Regions from separate parts of the Mus musculus genome. Here region 2 is linked to region 1. Evidence: chromatin contacts called from public HiChIP or PLAC-seq data. All regions are on one chromosome and are shown on one strand. The core of a region is the stretch at or near the end of the contact, and the rest is flanking DNA. Distances in the headings are between cores, read along the strand shown.

Region 1 (3,035 bases), core at 475-2,974:
ATGGTGTCTGTGGCCCCTGACCCATCATGTGGAAGGGAACACAGTCACAGGAAAGGTATTGTGTCTCCTTGAGTTTTAAGAAAAACCCCAAAGACGGAAGAGAGTGCTGTTTTTCTGTGTTTGCTCTCTTCACCCTTTGGGGGAAACTGAGTATTGTGACCTTAGTCACGTGAAATACGAGGGGTCAGCCAGTCCGACTAGAGTAACTCAGGAGCATAGGAGAATGCCAGGATCATGATGCGGATTGCTGAGGGCAGACACAGGCAGGGACAGGAAAGTGTGTCAGAGGTCAGGGTGTGAATAAGAAGTCTGGGAGAGAGAATGTTGTGTGATTTACCCATGCACTACCCTGGACTCCTCAGGGTTCATTTAAAGAGGGGAGCCCATAAGAGCTGCCATTCTCCTCACCGATTCTCTTGGCACCCTGCTTCTAAGCGTCAGATGGAATCTGTTGACTGAAGAGGAATGAGGTTTTGATTGTGGTTAGTCCTCAACATTTTTTTTTTTTTTAGCAGTGCCAACAACACCCAGGGCAGTTTATAACATTTTAATTTCCTCACAAGTGATCCTCATTTCAATTTGCAACATGTAAGCCTATCCGATGGTAGAGAGTCAGATAATAGGGGAGGTTGTTTACATGAAATCTCATAGAAGACACGCCCAGCAATCGTTTTCATTCATAGTTTCTCTATTGCTTTTGGCAGCAATAATGTAGTGTTTCTGTGTTTCATTTTTATGGAGTGTTATGGGACATAGTCTTTGTAGGTTTAGATTTCAGAGGAGCGTATCTGATTTATACTTGATCAAGCAGTGTTTGCCAAGTAATCTTTGCTGAAAGACAGCTGCTTAGGCTGAAAGGAGGAACCTTCTATAAAAAGTATAAGAACATGCTCTAGGGTTGCATGGGAATTCATGGGGTCTCAGAAATGCAGGGCACAGAGAATTCCACACTCTGAACATTTTCTGGGTTTGACATAAGTTCCTTTTTTTTTTCATATTTGACAATGTCCTAAGCCTCATAAGCGAGTCTTATATTTGCTAATGACCATGATTCTTATAATTAGCTTTTTTTCTATAGGGGATGGTCACATAAAGGTAAACAATATGGTGACTATATCTTTGTTGTATCCATGGAAATCATCATTGATGATTTATTAAGAATCCTTTCTCCTGATCTCCAAACAGTACATTGTGCTGGCCCATGTTCCTTGAAGAATATATATGCTTTTCTTATCAGATAAATCAGCTTTAGTTTTGTTTATATTTTGGTTTCTTCAACTGTTTTGACAGTGGCATTGGCCTCTTAAGACATTAAAGTTAGAGTTATTTTCAAAACTAGTGTTCAGGGGTCAAAGAGACAAGTCAGTGGTTAAAAGTGGGGCTCCTCCAGCACCCAAGTTGGGGTGCCTCACAACCACCTGAACTCCAGGAGACCTAATGCCCTCTTCTGACCTTCATAGGCATCCGAACTCACATGGTCACACCTACACATAAACAAAAATAAATCTTAAAAAGTAGTTTTTGAGAGGGTTTCAGACATAGTTCTGTGGCTCTGCAGAACTAGGTAATCTGTTAAAGTAGTCAGACTGAAGACACCCCAGGTGGGATAAGATATCCCGCTGTCATAATGCCCTTATCACTGAGGACCCTCGAGTCTGTTGGTAGAGCCATACAGTGGAGGAGTGCTTCTGGGAAGTGGAGTCTTTGTGCACCTGGCCCCAGAATGCACCGGGCTTCTTTCATTAGTCCGGCTCCCGCAGTTGCGGTGCAGCAGTGACTGCTGGCCGCCCGTTTTTGATGGCAATTTGGCAGAGAGTCAAACTTTGGCCCCGAAGCAGAGGTGGCACAATTAGGCAGCTGAGAAGCATTCTCTCAACACACACTTTTAATTGATTTCAGCTTGTTTCAGTTTGCAAAGACAGAGCTGTTACACGCAGCGCAGCGGCCTTCTTTCGAGGGGCTTATTTTTACTTTCCCTTTATTCAGCAGCGCTAATTCAACAGCACCAGAAGCGACAATAATGGCAGAGCGCTGAAGAGAGCATCTTTGGCATGGCTTGGATGCAAAAAGTATTATTAAGAACTAATGAGTAGGATAGTTAGATGTTAACCAGAAAAGCATCAATGAGCAGAAGAGCGAACGAGCGATCGAGCGAACATTCTGGGGCAAACATCTGCCTCTGAAGCAGATGTTACCTTGTAAGTTTACAGAAGGAAAGGCAGCGTAAGTGTAAGCTGGTGGTTTTAGGTATGGCAGGGACAGGGAGATAATCACGGGGCCTTCTTGTTCTTCTTGAACTCACAGATGACTGTGGATAGAGGTATGGGCTTTAAATAGGAAAGGTATCAAGCAAGGATGAGGTGACATCAGTGGCAGCTGTGGTGGATTGTGACCTGAGACTGTCAGCAACTAACTGTGTTCTCCCCTGCTTTATCTAGAGCCCAGACATCTCTTCAGCACACAAGGTTACAGCTGCTATAACCTTGTCCAATGAGAGGTTAAGACCTGTGACCCGTTCAGCCCCAGCCCAAAATTACCTAACCTACTGCTGACTTGTAGAACAGCTTGGTTTATGCAGATGATAATGAGCCAGTGGCCACACATTTTCTCGTTACACAGTAAGTCAATTGTTTTGTTTTGTTTGTTTGTTTTCCAGCTTTCAGTCCTTGATCCAAAAATCACCAACTAGTAGGATTTTTCAAGACTACCTTGCAATCTGGGATGTATTTTAAGATTCCTCAAAGGACACCAGATTAGCAACTGTGTTACTTTTGTTTAGTTCTACTGAACAAACCTGAAGAGAAAAGGAAGCCCTGGGACCCTTTAGTCTGTCCCAATGCCTTCAAGAAGAAGTTGGAAAATATGAGGGCCCAGGGATGGAGAGATGACTCAGGCAATAAAGTACTGGCCATGCAAGTGTGAGCACACACATCAATAAGATGGGCGAGCCACTTGTAAGCCCAGCACTGGGGAGGCAGAAACAGGGGCATCCCTGGGGCTCAATGGCCGGGCAGTCTTGCCTAATCTGTGAGTTC
Region 2 (3,141 bases), core at 374-2,873, 520 kb after region 1:
TAGTCTTTAAGGGCACTACAGTGAACTCGGGACTATGTCAGGGAAGCCAACTGAATCATACCCCTTTATTCTGAGCATCATGAAAGTGCACCACTCCCTGTCGGCTGTGGTCTTCCAATTCCTCCCCCTAGTCCCCCAACACCCAATCAGAACCAAGGAGAGTAAATAACCACCTTCAGATAATACCAATGGGTAAACATGTCCAGAACTGATCATGTAAGGCAGTGTTGGCAGAGCCACTAGCTGGCAAAATAAAGAAAGGGTGAGTAGAAAAAAATATCAGTAGTCCAACACTGGACCATACAGGGCAGAATAGAGACCTGGTAAAATGACTAATAATATGGTAATATGCATTCTTCCTGTCTCATAAGTGGGTCCTGACAACTATCTAGTCCACAGCACTTGTGTGACTTGGGAGAAAAGAAGAGCTCAGAAAGGTTAAGTGGCTGGCTCAGCATCATCACCACTTAGCAGCAGAGTCAATTTTGGAACTTTGGTCTCTTGACTCTCAGTGCAATGGCCCAACTACTGTACCATGACCTTCTAATTGATTGCGTGATGACAGCCCATGTCAGGGGTATAGGGTCAGGTTCACGGAGACCTCTAAAAGAATAGCTGTTGGAGACTCATCACTAAAGCTGTTTGTGGTATTAACCATCTCCAAAGGACCAAAACGAATTAATACAGTTCAGCATAAAATCTGAAGTTACATCTAGAATGGAAGGTCATTTTGTGTGTGCATTGAGCCACCTAACAAGTATTTATTAAGAAATGCCTGTGTCGTGTTTGCGTGACCTGCAGCTCAGGAACAACTGTCTCCTCTGTAAGAGGCCAGGGGGTGCGAGGGGACACCTCTGGGTCTGTCCCCTTCGTGTCTCTTCCCCTCCCTTCTGTGTCTCAGGTACACATCTTCCCTTTCTCTGGGTTGTCATATCCTTTTCATCTGCTCTTTAAATGTCAATCTCTGTTCTCTTCTCCTTTCTTAGCCAGTGTAGGTTTCTCCTGTTTATCTCGCTCTCCCTTGACTGACGCATTCTATTTGCATGTCTTTAGCTGCAGTTAATATCTGCTAAATCAAACCATATTGGGCTTGAATAGCTTCCTTTGAGTTCTGAATAAAAGGATGCTTCAGCCGCCTGGCTCTGCAACTGTAGGTTCTTTGTCAGTCAGGAGGTTTAACTTACTCAAAACCTTCCTTGTCCCCATCCCCGCGTCCCTATATTGTTCATCTTCCCCCTGTTCAAGCCAGCTCACCCTTTGAGCTGTTATTCCTGTAAACTGATCCCTGTTTGGGGGAAATGACTGCTGTTTCATTTACTTACATGGCTTGGTGAATGAGGACACCTATTGTTCTGTTTGTTTGCTGGTGTCTTCTTTTCACTAGACTACCACCCCACGGTCATTAGAAGGACCACGACCACTGCTGTCTTCAGCTTAGCCATAGTGAGCATGAACTAAGCATCGGGTCAGAGGACTTGAACCTAAAATGAACAGCCCTCTGTTATTTTTTTTTTCCTGAGGAGGAGAGCAAGATGAGCAAGTCACTTGCATTGATTGGTTGAGTTCAACCAGTTTCCTATAGCTGATGTCTCCTACCGCAGAGAAATGATTAGATTCTAAGTGCCAGAAGAAAGGTGTGAAAAGACACTAACCACAGAAAATGCCTCTTGTAAAGTATGTCATCCACTATTGATTTTACACCCAGGAAGTGCCAGAGTCTTGAAATTTTTTGTTTGTTTGACGCAAAAGCATCGGAAACGAAATCCACATGAAATATATCAAAACTCCACAGCCAACTTTTACCCTCTTCATCTCTGTCATTCAACAGCTGCCTGTCCTTGCCTCTCAAAGAAGCCATGCTAAGGGTTTGATAGCATAACAGCGATACTTAGATTCAAGATCAACTTCTATTACCAGGAAAGTGAAAGGAATTCATGGGTGAGTGGGCTCTGTGCCTGCCGGCTGCATAAGTGAACTGTGGGGATGCCCTACAACTCCAGCTGATAGATTCCCAGCTCTGTGCCTGTTCTGTCTCCTGCCTCCTGAGAATTAGTGGCAAGTCCTGACTTCCTATGCAGGACATTCTAGAGATAAGGGACTTCCTTTCTGAGAGGCAGTCTCACGCCACACTAGGGAGATGAGTGAGGGGTTGGTGTCCTTGGGGAAGATGTGCATAACTCGTCTTCTTTCTCCCAAGTCTATCAGCCGTAGAAAGCAAAGAAAGCAACCTTCCTGTCAGCAAGCTGAAGACTCTCAAGTAAGAGAGGCCTTTGGGGCTTCTTTCGGTATCACTGTCTGAGGCTACATGGCTGTTCTGCCTCCCATCATAAAGGCCAACACTAATCTCTGGCAAGTCAGAAAAGTACAGGAGGCCAAAGTGACAGTGGGAACCTTGGGTACTATCCTACCCATTTTCCAGCAGAGGAACAGTCCCTACCCGCTTCCCCAGAGCTTACTATCCAGGAAACCATCCTCTCATGCAGGGAGTTCTCGGGGGATCAAGAATGTCCACATATGGAAACATTTTAGATTATCACATCTGGAAAGAGCTCCCAGCAACTAATAAGGAGAGGCCATGGAGAGTGCTACACATCCACAAGGCCCAAGACAACCTTAGAGCAAAGAATTCTCTGGTATAAAATTCCAGCAATGCCAAGCGATAGAAATCCCCACAGAACATGGGCTTTGGCTCAGCTTCATTCATAATGGGTCCTTTGCATGTGACATCAGCATTTTCTACCAGAGTAAGTTCTCTTTTTAAATGTTTGTCTGAATTGGATCTGTTGAGGTAAGTCTTTAATCATGCCCAGGAGACAGAGAAAGGAGGACTCAGAGTTCAAGACCAATCCGGGCCACTTCACAAGATCCTGTCTCAAAATAAAACTAGGCTGAGCCTGTAGCTTTGTTGTAGAGAGCTGGCCTGGCATGTGTGGGGCCCTGGTTCCATCCTCAGTACTGTTAAAACGTACTCATGTTCACGTTCTTTATGCATGCAGGTGTGTTTTTAAGTGCTTGCAAAGGCCATGCGTTAACCTCAGCTGTCATTCTGTAGGTGACAACCACCTTGTGTTTTTCGAAATAGTGTCTCCAATTTGGCTCGGAGTCTATCAAGTTGGCTATGCTAGCTGGCCAGCAAACTGC

What was found. HiChIP or PLAC-seq counts read pairs in DNA pulled down with a chosen protein or histone mark.
Region 2: a contact with region 1 is called in an H3K27ac HiChIP or PLAC-seq map of oligodendrocyte precursor cells, with 5 times the contacts expected there. The contact joins two enhancer-like sites. A contact is called at or near these places in 1 of 484 Hi-C or Micro-C datasets (embryonic stem cells) and 5 of 115 datasets of contacts at active chromatin or transcription factors (embryonic basal ganglia, embryonic forebrain, embryonic stem cells and 2 more).

Annotation. Positions count from the first base shown.
Region 1 is chr9:68,790,412-68,793,446 of GRCm38.p6, forward strand. All of the region lies in intron 1 of Rora (RAR-related orphan receptor alpha), which reads left to right. Among named protein-coding and RNA genes, the nearest start is that of 9530091C08Rik, 27 kb to the left of the region's middle. Within about 2 kb of position 1,725, at least 19 of the 459 cell types and tissues checked have an H3K27ac peak or open chromatin away from gene starts, as enhancers often do. A contact at or near this core is called in oligodendrocyte precursor cells, where this site is marked.
Region 2 is chr9:69,312,983-69,316,123 of GRCm38.p6, forward strand. The region is part of intron 2 of Rora (RAR-related orphan receptor alpha); the gene reads left to right. Among named protein-coding and RNA genes, the nearest start is that of Gm46153, 9.0 kb to the left of the region's middle. Within about 2 kb of position 1,624, at least 24 of the 459 cell types and tissues checked have an H3K27ac peak or open chromatin away from gene starts, as enhancers often do. A contact at or near this core is called in oligodendrocyte precursor cells, where this site is marked.